2 separate regions of the Oncorhynchus kisutch genome follow, and region 1 is linked to region 2. Evidence: chromatin contacts called from public Hi-C data. All regions are on one chromosome and are shown on one strand. Each heading gives the region's core, a stretch centred on a gene start, on an enhancer-like site or on the middle of the called end of the contact. The rest is flanking DNA. Distances are from core to core; before and after follow the strand shown. Region 1 holds the start of LOC109865402 (thyroid hormone receptor alpha). Region 2 holds the start of LOC109865401 (ATP-dependent RNA helicase DHX8).

Evidence for each region. A called contact is a pair of places that touch in the nucleus more often than the background predicts.
Region 1: a contact with region 2 is called in a Hi-C map of muscle, with 6 times the contacts expected there. The contact joins the promoter of LOC109865402 here to the promoter of LOC109865401 in region 2. A contact is called at or near these places in 2 of 2 Hi-C or Micro-C datasets (liver and muscle).

The regions. Positions count from the first base shown.
Region 1 is chrLG20:18,794,186-18,798,503 of Okis_V2, forward strand. LOC109865402 (thyroid hormone receptor alpha) reads right to left here and starts at 1,975. Exons shown (of 12, transcript XM_020453544.2): 1 at 1,623-1,975.
Region 2 is chrLG20:18,609,759-18,613,840 of Okis_V2, forward strand. LOC109865401 (ATP-dependent RNA helicase DHX8) reads right to left here and starts at 2,286. Exons shown (of 22, transcript XM_020453543.2): 1 at 2,082-2,286; 2 at 1,621-1,706; 3 at 157-229. The coding sequence starts at 2,232.

The DNA.
Region 1 (4,318 bases), core at 725-3,224, 180 kb after region 2:
AATATTTAATCAACTTCCAAATAGGCCTATTGAGCAAACATTGTTTTATGTAAAACAAGAGAGAAGTAGGCTTTGGCACGAGCGCATAGCGAGCTGTGCATTATTGGGCAAGTCAGTGAAACTGAAAAGCTTTTTTAGGACTACAATTTTCTTGTCATATTGTACAATATGTGTGTCTCCACACACACCTAGGCCCAGGCTACTGATGGATTCAAGACAAGGTTGTTTTTATTGATCTCAGATTCTCAGATGGTCAGTGTCAAAGTAGCCTGTCATTTCCATCAGTTGTGCCGTATTACAAACGTATCCAGTCATGCACAATGATGTATAATTGCATGAAATCCGTTTATAAAAGGCCACATTTTTCCTGGACCCTAGGCTACTAAAAATGGTCCCCATGTGTGCAAAAACAAAGCCATCAGTGATTGGATCATTTCGAACCAATCAGAGTATCAAAACCAATGACACATTTTCAAAACGCCGCTTTACCCATGTGTGTTCTGGGTCTGGCCCAACCCATCCGTTTCTGGGACCAATCAGACGGTCTAGAATGGATTTGCTCGGGGGGGGGGGGGGGGGGGGGGGGGGGGCATTCCTGCAGAGCCAGGAATGACCACATGCAGGAACGCCCCGAATTGCGGGCTGCAGTTGTACACTATTGACTGATTGAGGAGAAGAAACTTTAATGTCCATGGGCGTGGTGTTGCGTTTGGCCAGAGCATAGAGTTTGGATAGCCAGGCAACATTTAAATGGACATTACTGTATGACAGCGCTAAGAAAACAGACACATTTATTATAATAGAATAGTAAGTAACGTTGTACCAAGCTATTGACATTACACAGGAATTTCCCAAACAAGACTAAATGATATGGCTGTGCATAACTGTCATGTGTTCCATGATATTTCCCAGGCCCATATTGTTGGTATGCCCTATGACTGTCAGAAATCAATATTCATGGAGCTATAGTCCTAGAATGATCCATTTCATTCTGCGGTATCATTTCTGCGGTATCATAGCAAATGTGATATGTCATTTGTACTGTAAACCTTAGAAGTTGGCAGTTAGCCAAACTATTTGCTGCAACTGTGCTACAAACATACCTGCACCAGATTTGAACAATAAGACACTTGCTAAAATAATATTTGAACCTCCTACACACAAAGCCACACAACCTGCACAATAATAGACAGATGCGTGCGTGCGTGCGTGCGTGCGTGCGTGCGTGTGTGTGTGCGTGTGTGTGTGTGTGTGTGTGTGTGTGTGTGTGTGTGTGTGTGTGTGTGTGTGTGTAGTATCATAAATTAATAAATACAAGTTAGGCCCCTCAGTTGATTATGTGAACACATTGCACACGGACTATCTGCATCGACAACTACATCAGACAATAAATTAAATAAACACTACAACAGTACAACAGTAATTGCGGCGAATTATATTTTAGCACGCAAACTGTAGGAGGCCAAGGTGAAGCTATACTGTAGCCTACATAACGCATAACGCTGCTGATCTGTCAAACCATGCAGCTACTGGGGCTAGCTTGGACAGAAAAATACGCACAAATGCGACATGCAAGGTGGGTAGAACACGTTTGAAAGTAAATATGTGCCAATGAGACTCACCGTCAGGTTCTTCTACTGTTTTGGACGGGAATACGGTTGTTTTGAGACTGAAACGAGGATGAAAAAGTCAAAGCCTCTCCGTATAAAGCGCAAGTGGAGTGGTAGGGTATGCAACTGCACGGTACCGGGCTTTTCTATTTAAAAAAATTCCTCTGCAAAGCGCCGCTTGCCGTCAAAACGTCTCGTGCGGTTCCTAATTTGCACTTAAACAAAGTCACAAGGTGCTCGTTATTTGGGATTTCCCATGAGGTGTGTGTAAAAAGGTGCTCCAGTAACGTTTCGGTAGGCTGCCACGACAGGGAAATGGAATCAAGAGATATACTATTGCTCCTCCCTCCGCATATGTACAGTATGGGGCGCACACTGCTCTGGGCCAATGCAATGCTCTGGGCCCGCATAAAACAATTTAATAAAACTAGCTATCTACCGCTCTCTACAGGACTACCACTCTCTACAGGACTAACACTGTAAAGTACAAACACATCTACCTCTGATTCTAAAAACGTATTTAAAAGTAGCAATATTCGCTTTGAATGTGAGACCATGAGAATGAATGTAACCTAGTGTGGAGATGTTGAGCATCCCCTGGCATTCACACTGATACAAGTCTGGCGTGGTGCGTTATTCTCGTCCTCATATAGGCTAGGTTCACCGAGGACGCGGTCCAGCTCCTCCCTTCACAAAGAAGAATGAAAGACCTCAAGTACCTGACTTGCCTTACCCGATGGGAGATGAGGTTAGGTGAGGACCATGAGCTTTTCTCAATAAGACAAAACCATTTTCAATCAAACTATTAAATACCCTAAAATATATTACACCTATGAGATGAAAATATGAGGCTATTAATAAAATATAACAATTATTATCACATGCCATGCTTATTGTCTGCTTATAATGATACACCTTGAAGGTATTCTATAGTCTACAGCAGTTTTGTATGGACCCTGAAAACCTACGCATCTGACTGACAATATTTTGGACCGAACGCTGAGGGAGGACTTGGAGACAGGGCTCAACACTTGGGCAATGTTAAATACTCTACAGATAGCAGATGGGAAATTGTTATTAATAATGTGAGAAAGCCTGTCTGCAAAGCAGAAGTTTGGGTCGTATCCAAGAGCAATATGGGAGTGGATTGCATTTTCTGTCATATTGTATCAGTAGGAAGAGCTCCACATGTTACTGCCTAGAGACAACAAACTGGCTAGCTTATATAAGGATTTGATTTAATAACTTCCAAAATATGTATTTTACCATGACCCCAATGATGATGATTCCAAACCTGCCCATTGCTTTATATTAATGTGACGTGCTAAAACATGACGACTTTTGCTTCCATTCGGCCTAAATAATCCCCCTCTTTTTCCCATTAAACAGAGCACTATAACATTTATATCATGACTGACAGATATTTCCATAAATAGCATATGGATCCTTTCCTAGGTGGTAAGAGCTCATATATAAGAATTATGCTATTTCTGCTGTTAGAGAGAACTCACACATTAAATGGCACAGGGTTTGAGAAATCATGAGGCATGATGATATATGCTTCCAAGGCATCAACGATGATTCAGAAAAATTCCGTCTATTTCACCCATTTCCATCTCATCTAAGAGCTGCATGGACATGGCTGAGCAGAATGTATGCTTACTGGCTCGGTTCAGTCAAACATCAGTCACATCATCTAATCTTCCAGACAAATATGTTTAGAGAAAAGCACACTATCAGGTGTATTAGGATATGTTTTCAGAACATTTAATGCTAGCACTTGTGACATGTACATTGGATGGAATCAACTATCGATTGAAATCACCCGTGTGAGGGAATAAAGATGGATCCTTCGTTGCTAAACCCTTGTCAACATGGTGTGTGCCTGACTGATGTACAGCAGATGGGATCTGGGAGGTTTGATATGGGGAGTTGCTGTCTTTGATGGCAGCACCCTACACATTTCCGTTTGATCACACTGAGCAACAGTGTTTTCCCCCGGAACAAAGCAGCTAGTCCGTCATAGGCTCATCTGACAGTCTGATCGAATTTATGTGTGTGTGCGTGTGTGTGTGTGTGTGTGTGCGTGCGTGTGTGCGTGCGTGCGTGTGTGTGTGTGTGTGTGTGTGTGTGTGTGTGTGTGTGTGTGTGTGTGTGTGTGTGTGTGTGTGTGTGTGTGTGTGTGTGTGTGTGTGTGCGTGCGTGTGTGCGTTGTGTGTAGGGGATTGAAGGGGCAGAGTGGAGGACTAGAGTGCCGAAAGGGCAATAGTAATTATTTTAGCTTCCATTGTGTGTTCAAATGACATGTAACAAAGCAGTCAGTCCAATCACTGACTAGAGCACCCAACTGTTGTTCAATCCCCCTTGATATTCAATTGGAGATCTTTTCAGTCTGAGTTATTTATATTTTGACACCAGCCACTGCGCAATGTCATCCATAACCTTTATGTGTTACTATATTAAGGATGTCCGTAGCTTATGCCTGCCCATAGCATAATCCTACTGCCACCAATGGGCACTCTGTTTACAACGCCATACACGTGGTCTGCGGTTGTGAGGCCGGTTGGACGTATCGTCAAATTCTCTAAAACATAGTTGGAGGTGGCTTATGGTAGGGAGATTAACATTCAATTTTCTTGAAACAGCTGTGTGCAAAGTTTTCATCAAGGCAAAGGGTGGCTACTTTGAAGAATCTCAAATATAAAATA
Region 2 (4,082 bases), core at 1,036-3,535:
TTGAGGCTGTTCTGAGGGTGAGGTGTAACTCAATATTAGGAAGGGGCTCTTAATGTTTTGTACACCGAGTGCACATAGCCCATACCTTCAAAAATGTGCGCTAAGTGAAAAGCACACATCACATCAGAGGATACAGGTGGAATACAGCTCACATACCTTTGCTTGAAGATGCCTTTGGTGGAGGCCGCATCGTTTGAATAAGTCTGAGCAAATTGCCGACGAGTGAATCCTGAAAGATGGAAAAATAAATGTTACGTCTACATATCAGTTCCATAAACATCCATCTAGATCAGGGGTCTCCAACAGGTCAATCGCGAGCTACCAGTAGCTCACAGCCCAACTATGAGTAGCTCACCAAACAATTCTGAAAGTAGATGCAATTTTCACGTGTTCCACCACACAACTGTCATAATCAAATCTCACAAATATCAGACCCCGTAAGCTCCCAGCTACTATCTAATCAAAGCAACGTTGACATTATCCCAACCCTGGTTAGCCACTACTGGCTTAAAAAGCCAAATCTAACACAATATCTACCAATTAATATCCAGCAATATTGCCCGCGTCTGTCTGTGTGGTGCATGTGTTTGTCTATCACTCTGTGTGTAGCCAGTTGATGTGGGTTGACAGAAATACTTTCCCCAAAGTCTTGTCAATTAACTGTTAATTGCAAAGTCGGCTTACCTGGCAGATGTACACTACAGTTCAAAAGTTTTCGGGTCACTTAGAAATGTCCTTGTTTTTGAAAGAAAAGCACATTTTCTGTCCATTAAAATAACATCAAATTGTTCAGAAATACAGTGTAGACATTGTTAATGTTGTAAATGACTATTGTAGCTGGATATTTTTTTATGGAATATCTACATAGGCGTACAGAGGCCCATTAACGCAACCATCACCCCTGTGTTCCAATGGCAAAATGGTTTTCTAATGATCAATTAGCTTAACAATGTGCCATTGGAACACAGGAGTGACGTTTGCTGATAACGGGCCGCTGTACGCCTATTTAGATATTCCATTAAAAAATCTGCTGTTTCCAGCTACAATAGTAATTTATAACATTAACAATGTCTACACTGAATTTCTGATCAATTTGATGTTATTTCAAATGGACACCATTTTTCTTGGTCTTTCTTTCAAAAACAAGGGCATTTCTAAGGGATCCCAAACTTTTGAAAGGTAGTGTATATAATTTGTATGGCAGAAGTATATCATGAGTAAGCATATTGTTTTATATATATTTCTTGTTATTTGCAAACTTTGCCATGAAATGAGCAGCAGCTGTACAGAACCATCACTAAACCGGCACAGATGGCACATTCCTTACTTGCTAGATGCGCAATTAAAGGGCCAGATGCTCAATTAAAGTGGAATTACACACAATAATCAGACCTAAAACAATATTTAAGCATTGACATGGACTCAGAACATTACATTTTCTTGATTCTCAATTGTACTTTTCAGATTAAAAAATAAATAATTATAGACCCCCTCCTTAGAGTTGTTTATTAACCATTAATTTACCAGATATATTGCCAGACAACTGTGCACTACTTTCTCTTTTACACTAAGGATCAGGGGAGAGAAGAATGTGTCGATTTGAAAACTGGAGAAACTTACTGTGAATTCTGCTCCATTTTTCAGCAGAAGTGATTTGAATCCATCAAATGTTGGTTGCTTTTCAGCAAGGCTGATGACAAACTCAGCTGTAAAACAGCAAAGAAAATAACCACATTAGCCAAGTAACGTTAACTAGTCCTAAACATTTCGAGTGTAGCTTTGATTTGCTCGCTAAGATGGCTACTATTAGCATGTCAGCTAGGGGCAGCGAGAAAGTTCGCATCGTTGTTAGTAACGTTATTAGCTGACTAAAATAAACTCAACTCCACGGTTTACTAGTTAGTTACCTAACTTAGCTACGCTGGTGAGAATCATTAGCTAGTTTAATAGCTAGCTGGTTTACCCGGGAAGATAACAACTGGACAGATGATATCGAGTTGCTGCTAGCTAACGCGTCGCTAGCTGTTAGCCATTGTATTGCCAACTAACAAATATTATATTGAAAGTTCAGTTTTACAAACCTAGATCTTTATCACTTATCCCCAAATGGTTGTCGAGTTCTGTGCACACTTTGGATACCAACGAGAGGTATTCCAGTTGTTCTAGCTCGTTATCGCCGATGTGTGACATTATCCAAGAGACTGTTTTGTATTCAGAAGAAAACAGCAGCATTCATTTTTTTGGTAAGTGTCTCGTCAGCAACACTAAAAAAGTACTTCCGGGTCACTGAAGTTTGTAAATGTGTCAAATAAGAGTCCCCACGTAATAGTATAGCAGTGTCAATAACCTGTATTTATTCATGAAATATGAAAAATACTTCTCTGAAAATTAAAAATTATTCATATTTGCTCATTTTTAAGTGACATTTGATTTAATGTGTTTTAAAACATGTCCCAGGGTCAAATAAATGCCTCCAATGCAAATAACTGTGCATGAAATATAATAATATATTATATTCCCTACAAAACTTTTACATAGCCACCTAGAATATTTTTTGCTCTTTTAGGCTAAATGTATTCCATGATTTGGTGGAGTAAAAAGCCAGCAAAACTCCATTCAGTGCCCCATGAAATGACACCATATATGGATTCTACTGACCCTACCTATAATCGTTTTTTAAAATTATTATAAGCCCATGTGTAAATGCATATACAATGATTTGCATTGTACCACATTGTCCAGGCACCCCACTGCAAGCTGTTAGACCACAGTAAAAGTCCTGCAACACTTCCTATGACATAACTTTTTGTTCAAACTCTTGTATTCTAGGGACTTTAGAGAGTAGACTGGACCCTGGTTTTATGGAGAAAAAAATATATTGTTTTTCCTGTACAGTGCAAGTTGTTTGTGCAATACAACCAAAATACAATTCTCTTTAGTTTACATTTTCCCCCCGTGTAGTTATAGTTTCTTTAACATAATTTTAACATTATGCTCTGTAAAGCTGCAACAAAAATATTGATATTGTATCACATGCATTAGCGTTTTACCGTTTACTTTTATTTTGAAGGCAATATCCGATCACCAGTCTTAGCGTGGATAGCTGGTGCTGCTGCCATGCTGCTATTACTTTTTTTGATGGAGTATGACACCATTTCCGATTCTGCCGGAAATTACTATGTGTGGTGTAGTTCTTCAATTTTGTCGCCTGGTGGTGCTAAAACCATTCCCGAGCTGGACGCTCGTGGAGCATTTAAGCCCTGAACAGCGCCTGACAGGTGACAATGTTTCCAAGGCTGCGTGCCGCCCTCAAGACCAGAACCAATCGAATGAAGGAACGACGAGCCATCAAGCCACGTTCAAACATATCCAGAAAGCTGAAGCATAGAGTAAAACATGTAATATAGCTAGCATCTTTCAAAATTAAGTCAACTTTATACTGATATTACACGGACTGTTTGTTAGCTAGAAGCTCACTTGGCTAGCTAGTCTTGTGAGCTAGCAGTTAGCTAGGTAATCGTGTTAGTTAGCTAGTTATTTTTTGCTGGCTGTGAGCTTGCATAACTGATATGTGCATAATTATAATGGGCACTTCCTGTTTTCTGGGTAATATTTACATGTACAGAACTCCATTCCTGGCAGGCTGATTAGATTAGCTTTCAGCCTCAGAGTTTGAGCAGGCTCAATAGCAGCTTTAGAGGCTGATAAGTCACAATGCTGCCTTGTAGGCTGTTTCATGGGAAAAGCTCCTTGCAGGCATATTAGCCGTTAAAAGTGCCTTATAGGCTGATGCATATGATCCAGTGGGTAAGCTCTATTCCTGAAAGGCTGATCAGATGCAATAGCAGCCTCAGTGACTTATAAATTAGGATGCTGCCTTGTTGGCTGTTTCATGAGCACATTTTTTTCTATCATTCTGAATGGGGTCAACACTGCTACCTGACCTTAATTATAGTCATTCTTCAAATCGGTGATTGGATGTACTACTTCAAATCAAATGTAATTTGTCACATACACATGGTTAGCAGATGTTATTGCGAGTGTAACGAAATGCAGGTGCTTCTAGTTCCAACAGTGCAGCA